Linked DNA regions of Canis lupus: region 1 is linked to region 2. Evidence: chromatin contacts called from public Hi-C data. All regions are on one chromosome and are shown on one strand. The core of a region is the stretch at or near the end of the contact, and the rest is flanking DNA. Distances in the headings are between cores, read along the strand shown. Region 1 overlaps SP100 (nuclear autoantigen Sp-100). Region 2 holds the start of SP100 (nuclear autoantigen Sp-100).

Region 1 (6,574 bases), core at 1,554-4,053, 33 kb after region 2:
AGAAGCAGGCTCCATGCAGGGAGCCTGACGCAGGACTGGATCCAGGGTCTCCAGGATCACGACCTGGGCTGAAGGCGGTGCTAAACCACTGAGCCACTGGGGCTGCCTGGTTTATGTCTTTTTAAATTCATTTTTCTAACTACTCTTTAAAATAATTCATGTCCTTTTACTCTGTGGCATCTTTTTAAAGTAATTATCTTGATATGTTCCTCCTCTGCAATTTCCTTGCACAGCTTTCTTGACTCCAATTATGTGGCTATTAGACCACCTAAACTTATCTTAATGCTCTTATATTTCCTTCAGATTTACTTTTATTTCCTTTTAATCTTTTAATTTTCTGGGAAACTTCTTCAACTTTATTTTAAAATCATTTTAGTAAATTTCTAAAAATCAATTTAAAAATTAGCTAAGATTGCAGTCACTTTCTCTTTCTTTATATCCTGTGGTGCAGTGTGTATTCTCAAATCTCTCTAAAAATATTGGAGGTTTTGAAAGTTTCTCATTTCCTACAATATCTATGTTTCTCTTGGGATAACTTTTTCTCTTTTTGTATGTTATTCTTTCTGATATTTGAGAATTTTCTCAAAACTATTCTGACCTGTGGTTAACTGTTCCTACTTAGAAGAAGGCTCTGGAAATCAATTGATATGATTCACTAAATTAAAGAATAAAGAAGGAAAATCATATAAATATCTCAGCAGATTCACTTGATAATATTGAACATCTGTCCATGAGAAAACTCTCAGCAAACTAGGAATAGACAGCAACTTCCTCAGTCTCATTAAAAATACACACACACACACACACACACACACACGCACACACAATGTATACAGCAAACATCATATTTAATGGTGGATACTAATCTTTTTCTAAGATTGGAAACAAGACAAGGAAGTCAACTCTCATCACTTTTCTTCGACATTGTGTCTAAAGTCCTAACCAGTACAATAAGAAAGAAAAATAATTGTTGGGAAAAGAAAAGGAGTTTTGCTTACTGATTACATGATTATTTATTTTCTATAAAACCCAAAAGAAATCTACGAATACATAACTGGAATACATAACTGCTAAGAATTTAGCAGGGCTTATAAATACATGGTTAATATTTTTGAAATCCAGTTTTATTCCCATACAATTATAGCAAGCAATTTAAAAAGCAATACCATTTAAAGCAATACCAACTTAAAAAGCAACACCATTTCTAATTGGGAATAAGTTTAAGGAAAAGTATGCATAACTTCTTTTCTTTAATTCAATTTAGTTAATATATAGTGTTTTATTAGTTTCAGAGGTAGAATTCAGTTATTCATCAGTTGTATATAACACCCAGTGCTCTTTATATCACATACTCTCGTTAAGGCCCACCACCCAGTTACCCATTCCCCCCAACCCACCTCCCCTCAAGCAACCCCCAGTTTGTTTCCTGTACTTAAGAGTGTCTTATGGTTTGTCTCCCTCTGTTTTTATTTTGTTTTTCTTTCCCTTCACCTTTGTTGATCTCTTTTGTTTCTTAAATTCCCCAGCCCAGATGTGTATGACTTCTTTACTGAAAACTATAAACACTTCTAGGCAGAATTAAGGAAAACTAAATAAATGGAGAGCTATAAAATGTTAACAGATTGGAGCTTAATATTGTTAAGATACAGTTGTCACCAAATTTGTCTGAAGTTTCAATGTAAACCGTATAAAAATCCAAAAGGCTTTTCTATAAAAGTTGACAAATTGATTTTAAGAGATATATGGAAAACCAAAGACCTAGAAAAGCCAAGCCAATTTTTCCCTAATTGACTTCAAGACTTTCAATAAGCTATAGTGTGCAAGCCAATATGCTATTGGCATGAGGATGGACAAATAGATCAGTGGTACAGAATAGAAAATCCAGCAATAGACCCATTCTTACATTGTAAGTTGCTTTTTGAATATTTTCATTAACTTGTGGTAGGCGAAGATTTCTTAGTACATTAACATTATTAACCACAGAAGAAAAGAATTGATGGATTTGGCTTCATCAGAATTAAAAATTTCTCCTCATCAGAACACATGGTTAAGCAAGCCAAAGGCTGGAAGAAAATGTTCATAATACATAAATCAAACAAAACACTTCTTTCCACAATATAAAACAAACTGCTACATATCAGTAAGTAGTAAAAGACAACCCAACAATGTATATAGGTCAAAGACTTGAACAGACACTTTACAAAAGAAAATGCATGAATTGCCAATAAGCATACGAAAGTATGCTCAACATCATTAGTCATTAAAGGAATACAAAATAAAATTATATGAGATACCACATCATACACATGAGAATTGCTAAAAATTAGAAAAACTACCTCTAATAAACTTTGAGCAACAGTATGGCAAATTCTAAAATGGCTAAGCACACTCACGCAATGATCCACTCCTAATTATTTACCCAAGAGAAATGAAAACATCATGCCATAAAAAGATGTGTACAAGAACAGCAGCTTTATTCATACGAGTCCCAAACTGGAATCAATCTAAATGTCCATCAACAGGAAAATGAATAAGCAAATTGTGGTAGGTCCTCACAATGGAATACCTTCAACTGCAAAAAGGAACAAACTACCATTCATCCAATAGCATGGATGATGAACAAATGTCAGGCACAAAGCATACATGATGTATTATTCCACATATAGAAAACCCAGTAAGGGACAAACTTCACACATGGCGATAGAAAGGTCAGCCTCGTTTGTTTGCCTTTGAGAGGCTGCCTGGCTCCAGGTGGTTAGTTTGTAGGTTGAGGGGTTAGAGGTGCACTGTTCTGTTGTAAGTTTTCAGTTTCAGTTTTATCTTCCTTGTGATCTCTGCTGCCTCTTCAGGGTTCTTCAGGGCATGCTTTGTTTCTCTTATCTCTGGAAGCATCCTCCACCTACAAGAGCAATTAGCACTCTATTGGCCACTTTTATCAGAAAGATTTTGATTGAAATCTCTTTTGTGCTCATTGCCCCACCATTCTTTTTGTCATTGTGAATCCAATTTCTTTATTATCATTTTAGCAGGGCTTTTAATAAAAGAGAAGACAAGTGCTTCTTTTCCATCTGCAATCTTTGAACTGAAACATCTCTTTTGCAGGAATTTGACACAATAATGTGACATTATTATTCCCTGAGGCATACGAAGTACTGGGAAGTGGCAATAATTCTCTTTTGGTTTGACAAAGAAAGCTTCTGAGTCTTCATAATACAAGATGTTGATTAAAACATTATTATCAGAGCAATAAAATGATCAACTAAAAATTGGAATTATAGATGGGTTTAAAATTACTTTCACAGGAAACATCAGTGATTTCTGAAATTCAGATGCCTGAAAAATTCACTATATATAACACTAGCACAGACTTATATTAACACAAAGCAGGACCAGATGTCCCAGGAGAAATGTTTGATATTCTTGTGATATTATCTATTTATGCTGTTTCATGTCATTGTTAACCACACCGTATCCTTTATAAATTAGTTTTATAATGCAGGATGGTATTTCTTTGAACAACTATAGGAGAAGAGCTGGGTTTTTTTATCTTGCTAATATTATTTTTCTCTTAGTTTTAATTATTTTCAAGGTTAGACTTTTATCCCATTGCTTTCCTTTTTTCCTAGTTTTATTGGAGTATAGTTTATTCCATTGCTTTTTATTCCTCTTTTCCTTCTATCTGGATTTTGTTTAAATTTAAATTTTTTTAATTACAAAATATTTCAGATATGTGAAGGTATCTTTACAATGGCTTTGATCCAGACAGACTTGAATAGACTTTTTCAGTTCCATGTTTAAGTCTTTTTTGACCTCCATGCTTTCTTTCTTCATCGTATTTTTGCTCATTGCTTCAGTTACATTTATTCTGTTTCTGCTCAGGACCACTTACTTAATATATGTTAGCTTTTCCCAGCTTATCCTTCATATATAAATCTTACAGCCACCACAAGCATCTTGGAATCTCAATGACAGTTTTCACATGGTATCCTTCCTTTCTAGGGCAACTATAGAAGACCAGAACATTGAGGAGAAACTTGTCTATGAGACTCTATTCAAACACTTCAAAAGATACAAGGTGGAGATTTCAAGTGCAATAAAAAAGCCATTTCCTTTCTTTGAGGGTCTCCGGGACCGTGAACTCATCACCAATAAAATGTATGAGGTAAGTGATGTTTATTATCTCATAGTCTGGTAAACTGGCCCCAAATGAAGTTATATTTTGATATCCTTGACCCAAACATCAAGCACAACTAACTACTGAGGAGTCTCCTATGAGTGGGAGACTTTTTCAAGTATTGTTGCAGCTGTTTCTGTAAGGTAAAAAGGGAAAGGAGACTTAGTTGTCCCCAGAGACAGCCCTGCTTCTCTGTGCCGCCCACTGGACTTGGGTTGAATAGCACAGCAAATGGGCTAAATCTGAAGCAGGAGTGCTCCATAGATGTATAATGCCTTGTAGGAATGCAAAGAATATAGTATGAACTGAGAATTAAAAGTAATTAATGGGTGATGGGCACTGAGGGGAGCACTTGGTGGGATGAACACTGGGTGTTATGCTATATGTTGGCAAATTGAACTCCATTAAAAAATAAATAAATAAATAAAGTAATTAATGAATTGATGTATAACTTAATTATAATTTAATAAAATAATAATTGACACATATCACTTCAGTGGACATCAGTTTGAGTCCTTAGACCTGAGAACATTAAAACCTACAGGGAATTGGGGATCCCTGGGTGGCGCAGCGGTTTAGCTCCTGCCTTTGGCCCAGGGCGTGATCCTGGAGACCCGGGATCGAATCCCACGTCAGGCTCCCGGTGCATGGAGCCTGCTTCTCCCTCTGCCTATGTCTCTGCCTCTCTCTCTCTCTCTCTCTCTCTCTCTCTCTATGACTCATAAATAAATAAAAATTTAAAAAAATAAAAAATAAAAAAAAATAAAACCTACAGGGAATTGATACCCTGTTAGGACAAAATTTGAGAATTGATGATTGTTATTCTTTCTCTAACAGTTTTAAGTTTTTAGGGTTCTTTTTTCTTTTTCTCTTTCTTTTTTTTTTTGTAATGGTATTTGTGGAGTCTTGGAATTTGGGATTGATTTTTATCTCCAGGCATTGCTGGAGATATACAGAGATGCAAGTCTCCTTTTTGCCCTATTAATATGCTTTCTCTATGGCCAAGTTCCCAAAAATGGAGAACTATCATCTGGTTTCCTTGAGTTCTTCCAGGCCAAGTCAGTCCCAGGAAAACAGTAAGGGTTGTCCATGCAACAGGACAGCTGCTCATCACCTCTTATTCTATTTCTAAAACATGAAGTTAATGAGGGTGAGATCTGTTTCACAAGTGAATATTTTTAAGGAGGAAGGAATCTACTTGCTTCACTTAATATCTATACAAATAAATAGAAATTCTTAAACTTTATATGAGAAGATACTGATGGAGGAAAATTGGAAGACATTATCCATACAATCTCTTTCTAGGGCTCTTCTGTAATCTGGAAGTCTGATTTACATTTTCTCCATTCAATATGTTTTAAGGACTGTCAAGAATCTTGTAGAAACCTGATCCCTGTACAAAAAGTGGTGTATAATGTTCTCAATGAACTGGAGAAGACATTTAACCTGCCACTTTTGGAAGCATTGTTCAGCGAGGTCAACGTGCAAGAATATCCCGATTTAAATGGCATTTATAGGAACTTCGAACATGGTAATTAGGTTTATTATCTACCTTTTGATGCCCAGGGCCAAACTTTTTTTTTTTTTTTTTGGACAAGTATATATTGAGTTCCTACAATGTGCCACACACAGTGCGGGGGCAGTGGGGACATAATAGTTAAGAAAACACAAGTCATGAACCTTCTCAAAGTTAATGGCATAATGGCTATGGTACAATACTCACCTAGAGGTCTGCTTAACTGAGCATTTAGACTCACAGGACAACCAGAGCTAAAGTGGCATCAGATTTACTTAGAAGGACAAATGACAGGAAACAGCATCCCAACAGTGCAGGCTGTCTGTGGGACTTCTTGTGGAAACCCACACAGCAGTCCACCAAGTTGACTACTACCCGCCTCGGTGTCAGCTTAGTTGTGGATATAGGACTCACCCTGGTTTAGCAGCACCATGCCTATGGGTATTGATATGTCACATAATAGTGCTGTAGTCATAACTTTCAGGACCTCACGAGGGACAAACCTAGTTATAAGTCACCACTTTGGAGGAAGACCAAGTGCATGTTGTAGTCTGTAGAGAGTCATTCCCCAACCACATGCAATTTACTAGTCATTTTAACCCTAAACTAGGTTTTTAACTAGGCCAATGATGACCTAGTAGAAGAAAGGCCATCATTACCAGGTTTCCAGAGTTATGAGCCAGAAAGTTAACTCAAGGTCAAATTCACCCTTAAAGAAGGAGAATAGGTTTTTTAAACTTTTTCTCCACAAGGGGTGAAACAAACATTATTCAAATAATCACCAAACAATGCTTTGCCAGGTGTTATACAAAACTAAAGGTTTGATTCTCCATTTTTTTGTTCCTGGGAAGGCATGATTTTATTATTTCTTTAAATTTTTTACT
Region 2 (6,277 bases), core at 2,835-5,334:
CGGGGCCACTTTAGGACCTGGCCAGCCCCACGTGGTCCTTGTGTACTAGTGTGCTGGATCCTCTGGGGTTTCCTAAGCCCAGTACACATGCCCCAGGCAGGGGAAAAGCACAGGATGTGGTCCTGGGGGAGAACTCACTAGATTCTAGTGGGGTTTCCCCTGGGGGACCATGAACCTGATGGTTGGCCAGGCCAACGTCACCCTCTGTGAGGGACTTTCTCAGCTCTGGGCACAGGTGCCCTGGGAGTGCCCAAGGTCTCCCTGGGCCACGACGGCTTCTAGCCAGGGCTCCTGATGGTAAGGCGGGCTCCCTTCCCCTTCCCTCCCTTCCAGATGATGGTCAGCAGGTAGGCACTAGACTTTTCTGTCCAGGCCACCAGCTTGTTTGCGTGTGCGCGAACTGCCAAGGTTCAGCCTTATCTCAGAACCCGATGCTTTCGTATAGAAAGAAATCAGGGCCCTGCTACTGCTCATTTCAGGGGTTAAATAGTTACAAGAAGGATTTTCGGTTTCATCGCCAGGACACCTGCACCCCGATGTTTATAGCAGCAATGGCCACGATAGCCAAACTGTGGAAGGAGCCTCGGTGTCCAACGAAAGATGAATGGATAAAGAAGATGTGGTTTATGTATACAATGGAATATTCCTCAGCCATTAGAAACGACAAATACCCACCATTTGCTTTGACGTGGATGGAACTGGAGGGTATTATGCTGAGTGAAGTAAGTCAGTCGGAGAAGGACAAATATTATATGTTCTCATTCATTTGGGGAATATAAATAATAGTGAAAGGGAATATAAGGGAAGGGAGAAGAAATGTGTGGGAAATAGCAGAAAGGGAGACAGAACGTAAAGACTGCTAACTCTGGGAAACGAACTAGGGGTGGTAGAAGGGAAGGAGGGCGGGGGGTGGGAGTGAATGGGTGACGGGCACTGGGGGTTATTCTGTATGTTAGTAAATTGAACACCAATAAAAATAAATAAATTAATTAATTAAAAAAAAAAAAGGATTTTCGGTTTCAGTTTCTCGAAGGCCACAGAAGCCAGCTCTAGGGAGGCTGTAATACCAAGCACGATCACAAGAGGGGAGTGCAGACCTTTAGAAAGTGGCCCCGACGCCTTTCTCTAGAGGCCTGGTGGTTCTCAGTGTCACTCCCCACAACCCCCACCCCTTAACCATTTCCTCCTCAGATGCTCTTCCAAGCTCTCTGAGGATTCACTCCCTTCCCTAGAGAAATCTTCCCACCTGCACCCCCAGCAATCCCCGTGGCTTGGTCCAGATTTTGCTGCTGCGGGGAGTCCAAGGTTTGGCCACCACCTGCCTAGTCCCTGAGGTTCTGCTTCGTGGGAGAAGAGGCTCCGCCCCCAGGTAGCCCCTCAACACTGAAATATTGCCACCAAATGACCACCGGATCCACAGGGGCTAACTATCATGACCATGCAATTGCAAGGGGGGGTTGGCTCCCAGCCTCTTTCCCCATCTGGGGCACAGGCAGACGAGAACTCGTGGAAAGAACATGTACCCATGTGCTGGGCCCAAGTCAGGGAGTTACTGGGCCCCTCTGAAGGGCATCCCTCTCCCTCACCTGAGTACCAAACCAGCAGACAGATAGGTATAAAAGTGAAACAGAAGTGGTTCAAAATACCAGGTCTTTTCCTGAAAAACAGACATTGGGCATCATAGCTTAGTGTGTAGCAAAAAAAAAAAAGGGGGGGGGATCCCTAAACCAAAACCAAACCCCTAAATTGGGCTTATCTACACAGCCTCAGGGTGCTCCAATCAATCACACACAACCCCAGCCTCCCACAGCTCCCCAAGCTCCTGTCCCTGTGCACCTGACCTTGGAAAAGCCTACAGAGCCCTGGCCTCTCCAGGTGTGATGAACCCAGGGAGACCCAGACAAGGGGCAGACCCAGACCTTCCACTAAAGAGTCTCCCCAGAAAGGAGGGAAGGGCAGGTGGTCCAGGTGAGCCCCACTGATGGATGTCCCCTCCTGGGACACTGGAGCAGGGCCTGAGTATTCCCACTTAGGTGCCAGGCACCAGCTTTCCCTGTTTCTCTTTCTTTCTTTCTTCTTTCTTTTTAAAAAGATTTATTTTAAATAATACCTTTAAATCTTTTCTTTTAAAAAGATATTTATTCATGAGAGACACACAGAGAGGCAGAGACATAGGCAGAGGGAGAAGCAGGCTCCCTGCAGCCCTGCAGGACCCTGAGCTAAAGGCAGATGCTCAACCCCTGAGCCACCCAAGCATCCCTCCCCTTCCATTTCTACATCCACAGAGGTGCCAAGGCTCTTGATCCCCCTGCCCCAGTGGCCACTGTTGCTGCTCAGCTGCTGCTTCTTCTTGCCCTTGAGTTCCCAGGGACAAACCTCTGGTCCCCACAGGGGTCTCCCAGATTGAAAACAGCCCCACTATGGAAGTCTGATCAGAAGCAGCTCCTGGGGACACTCACAGAGCCCGTCCCCTTGGTGGGTCCTTTGCCTGGTGGTCCCTCCTCAGCGTGGCCTCTCCCACCTCCAGGCCTCCAGGTCCAGCACTTGGGCTCCTTCCAGGACAGAGACAGTGGACCCTGGTGTTACTACTATTCCTTGAAGCTGCAAGAACTGCCCCAGGTGCTTCCTTGTTTCCTGCAAATCAGGCCAGTGGAATTTTCAGGAGTTCCATCTACTTCTCAGGCTGGTTCTTTCTCTTTGCTAAGCCGGTGGGCCTGGCATTTTCTGGATCACAGAAACTTCACTTTCTTCAAGAGACCTCCAGATTCCTCAGGAACCACAGCAGCTTCTGCAGAGGTGGGGCTCGCCCAGCTTCCTCTGGCCCCATAGGAATGGCTCCAACCCTCCTTCAGGCCAGGAGCAGCCAAAGGTGGCACGGCCAACCCCACGAGGGCCACCCGCGGGTGCCCCCACCCCGCCAGCTGCCTATCTCAGCAACCCTATGCAGACCCACTGAAGAGCTGGCACGTTTATGACAACATCTGGCACGGTGGTGGCCTGGCTCAGGCTGCTGCCCAGGGACAGAGAAGGAGAGAGGCAGGGGACACTAGAAAAGGCTGGTGTCATCTGTGTCGGGCCTTGTCTGGGCCACATATCCCATGGAGGCCCAACAGTGGCTCAGCTTACTAGTCCTTCTAGTCATGAGAGGGAGGGAGAGAGGGGCAGAGAGACCCGCGCCCCATGGGTAAGGATGTCCTTATCAGCATCCTGGAATCCTCGCCAGGCTGATGTTGGCGCCTTTGTGGGGAAAGACAGGATATCTAAGGAAAGAGGGTGGAAACCTCCTTCCCCTGCAGTTTCAAGTGTAATTGAGTCAAGCTTTGTGGAATGAGCACTCGGAATCCCAGTGAGAAATCCATGGACAGACAGGACTCGGAGGCAGAGGTCACCCTCCCCACTGGGCTCACCTGCCCATTTGCTTCCCGGTCTTCTCAGTTCCAGCCTCCTCCATCCAAGGGAGGAAGCCTGCCCTGCTCAGCATTCCCAGGACTCCTTTTCGGGTGTCTCATCATCCCTGGGGTCAGGGTACCTTAAACTCATGTGCTGGAGATGTTAACCAACGTCACCCCCTTGGCTGTGGCCTTGCAGACTTCTCTCTTAACCTGCAGTGGAGTTCTAGGAACAGTAAGAACATTTCCCCAGGTATATGATGCTGAGCGTTTGGGCTCCCTGCAGCCCCGTGTTCCCATGCTGGGACCTTACCCAGTGCAGGCTCTCCCACAGGAAGGGAGAAGACAAGAATCTTCCGACTCTCCCTCCTTTCGCCCCCCAGCCATGTCAGCCAGGGGAAGGGACAAACACTAAGCTCCCCACTGCCCACCCCATTACACTCAGAAGCCCTTTTAGACAGAAAGGCAGGAGCACTTGAGGACACACAGATGTTTCTGTGTCCAACAAGTGGACCCCAGGGACTGGCCCCGGCCTCTCCAGGCCCTGAGGAGTCCCTCCTCGCCCTCTATGCCTGCTGGCACAAGTCTTGGGGCCTGAGAACCATGGAGGAGCTGCAGGAAGGAAACCCTATCTGCCCAGCAAAAGAGAGATACTTTCACTTCTCTTTTCCCAACCTGGGCGGAGCTCTGTGTGCCTGAGTCAATTCACAAACTTCCTGCTCTGGGCTTAGCAGCCACCGTGAACCAGGCCGCCCCAAAGCAGGGTCCGAAGGCCATACTTGAGGCCCAGGCGGGGGCCCAGGGGGGCCCAGAGTGGAAACATGGCCGATGGGGAAAGAGACCTCAGTTCCAGGTCAGTCTTGATCTCTTTCCCTCTCATCCCTCCCTCTTTCTGGCTGGGGGCTGCTTCACTGTCTTTCTAAAGAGTCCAAAGTTGAGACCCTAAAACAAAATCTGGACTTTAGACCCGGTCTACAAGAATGCTGGCTTGCGGTATAATAAAGTGCTGGAAGAGGTCATGAGGGAATCAGGGGCTGGGGTCAGCTCACGACCACGCCACACGCAGGACTTTCTGGTTTTGCAACGCTGCTCAGCTGGAGGCCCTCTCCTCTCTGAGGCTTGCCAGAGGGATTTGTTGTCTCCTCCTCATGACCTCTGAACTTTCTACTTTCCCTCAGGCCTCCTCTACCTTCGTGAGTCACTTCAGAAAAGGTCACATTGAGAAAATAGGCCGTGCAGAGTAAACACACTTGACTTCTGCTCAAACGCTGGGTGCTGTGGTCTCAACACCTGTCCTGTGAACGGGCCTCCATCATCGGCTCGGGCCCTGCTTCTATCTCTGGCTGGGGGTCTGGGTTTTTCCTCATCATCTTGACCAAAGGAAGTAAAGAAAAGAGAAAGGCTCCTGACCACCAAAGTATGTAGCGCAGGCTCAGGATTTTTATCTTTACTACGATTTTTTGTTGTTCTGGAAGGGGGTGGAAAGCCTATCTAGTTCTCTAGTGATGGGTCAGAGATAATATTACTATTTTGATCAATTTATTGTTTAATAGAAAAGAAATACATTATATATTCTTGCTCAGCAAATTGTATTTTTTTTTCTCAGCAAATTTTAAACAAAATGGAAATTATATAGAGGGAAAAACATCCTGTTTACCACCTACCCCGCCACCACTTCTAACCTGGGTCCTATTAAGTGTTTCCGGCATAAACTTTCAGATCTTTTTCTGTGCATTTATAGGTGTAGCTTATTTCCCTAAATAAGCACTTTGTGCCTTGGCTTTTTTTTTTTTTTTAATAAATGGGATTATATTGTATATGCTATTTTACATTTTTCATTTTATCTTATTTTAATAGTGAAAATTCTAGAGATCACCTTAATATATGTCTACTTCATTCTTTTTAAGAGCCACATGCTTTTCCATAGAATAGATACACCACAATTTTTAAGTCATCCTGCAGTGTCCATTGACGGACATTTAGGTCATCTTCAGTTGTTCACTTTGTCAAGAAACTATGATATGAATCATCGATTTCCTTATATTTGTGTACATTTACAAGTATTTGTCTCATGTCAGCAACCAAAAAAAGTAGAATCGGGGAGGCAAAGGTTACTAATATTTACTTGTTTATGCATCCTGCTCGATTGCTTTTCTAAGTAGCTGAATCAGTATGTTCAGATGGATAAGCCATCTCCCCACACCCAAACTTTCCAAAGATGGTAGTTAAAGAGTTGCATCTTGTTTTAGTGTGCATTTTCCGGATCCCATGGGATGTTGGACAATGTTTCTGGTTTCTTGGCCATTTGCTTCTTCAATCAATTCCTGGTTCATTTCCTGCCAGTGTTTTCAGTTGACACAATCGTCGCTTCTTTAATAAGAAGGGAGAACTTGCTAAATATTCTGAAAGTTAAAAATATACTCTCCTTGTCTTAGAACTATGTTCATGGTAACTTGATCTTATTAGAGCTTAAAGTTTAGAGTGTGGGCTTTTTATAGTATTGATGCACCCTCTGTTGTTCTAATTAATCGAAGCGATGCAGAAAAGCTACTGATGGATATTCCACGCATGGTCCTTCACCGCAGCTCTCGGGTTCTTAAGATGGCAGATTCAAGTCTACCTTCACTGCACTGAAGTCCCTTCTCTTGCATCACAAAAGAAACATTTTCTTTTTCAATCGTGGGGCAAAATTATGCTTCCTTCACAGCTGGTGTCTGTGCCCTGCATACTCATCTCTTTCCATTGTTGACTTTCTGCTCGGAATGGTTGTCTCAAACGTTTCTTCCACATCAATCATTTAATTGTTAGTACTTTTCTGCATTTCTTGTTATTTTTATGTTTTTAAAAAGTTGATTATGTTTATTTGGTGGGGGGTGAATAAGGGATCT

What was found. A called contact is a pair of places that touch in the nucleus more often than the background predicts.
Region 1: a Hi-C map of blood shows a contact between it and region 2, with 1.7 times the contacts expected there. The contact joins the enhancer-like site here to the promoter of SP100 in region 2. A contact is called at or near these places in 2 of 9 Hi-C or Micro-C datasets (both in blood).

Annotation. Positions count from the first base shown.
Region 1 is chr25:42,752,153-42,758,726 of UU_Cfam_GSD_1.0, forward strand. SP100 (nuclear autoantigen Sp-100) reads left to right here. Exons shown (of 29, transcript XM_038574098.1): 3 at 4,000-4,162; 4 at 5,537-5,705. Among named protein-coding and RNA genes, the nearest start is that of SP100, 33 kb to the left of the region's middle. Within about 2 kb of position 2,804, at least 2 of the 20 cell types and tissues checked have an H3K27ac peak or open chromatin away from gene starts, as enhancers often do. A contact at or near this core is called in blood, where this site is marked.
Region 2 is chr25:42,718,073-42,724,349 of UU_Cfam_GSD_1.0, forward strand. SP100 (nuclear autoantigen Sp-100) reads left to right here and starts at 4,085. Exons shown (of 29, transcript XM_038574098.1): 1 at 4,085-4,242. The coding sequence starts at 4,211.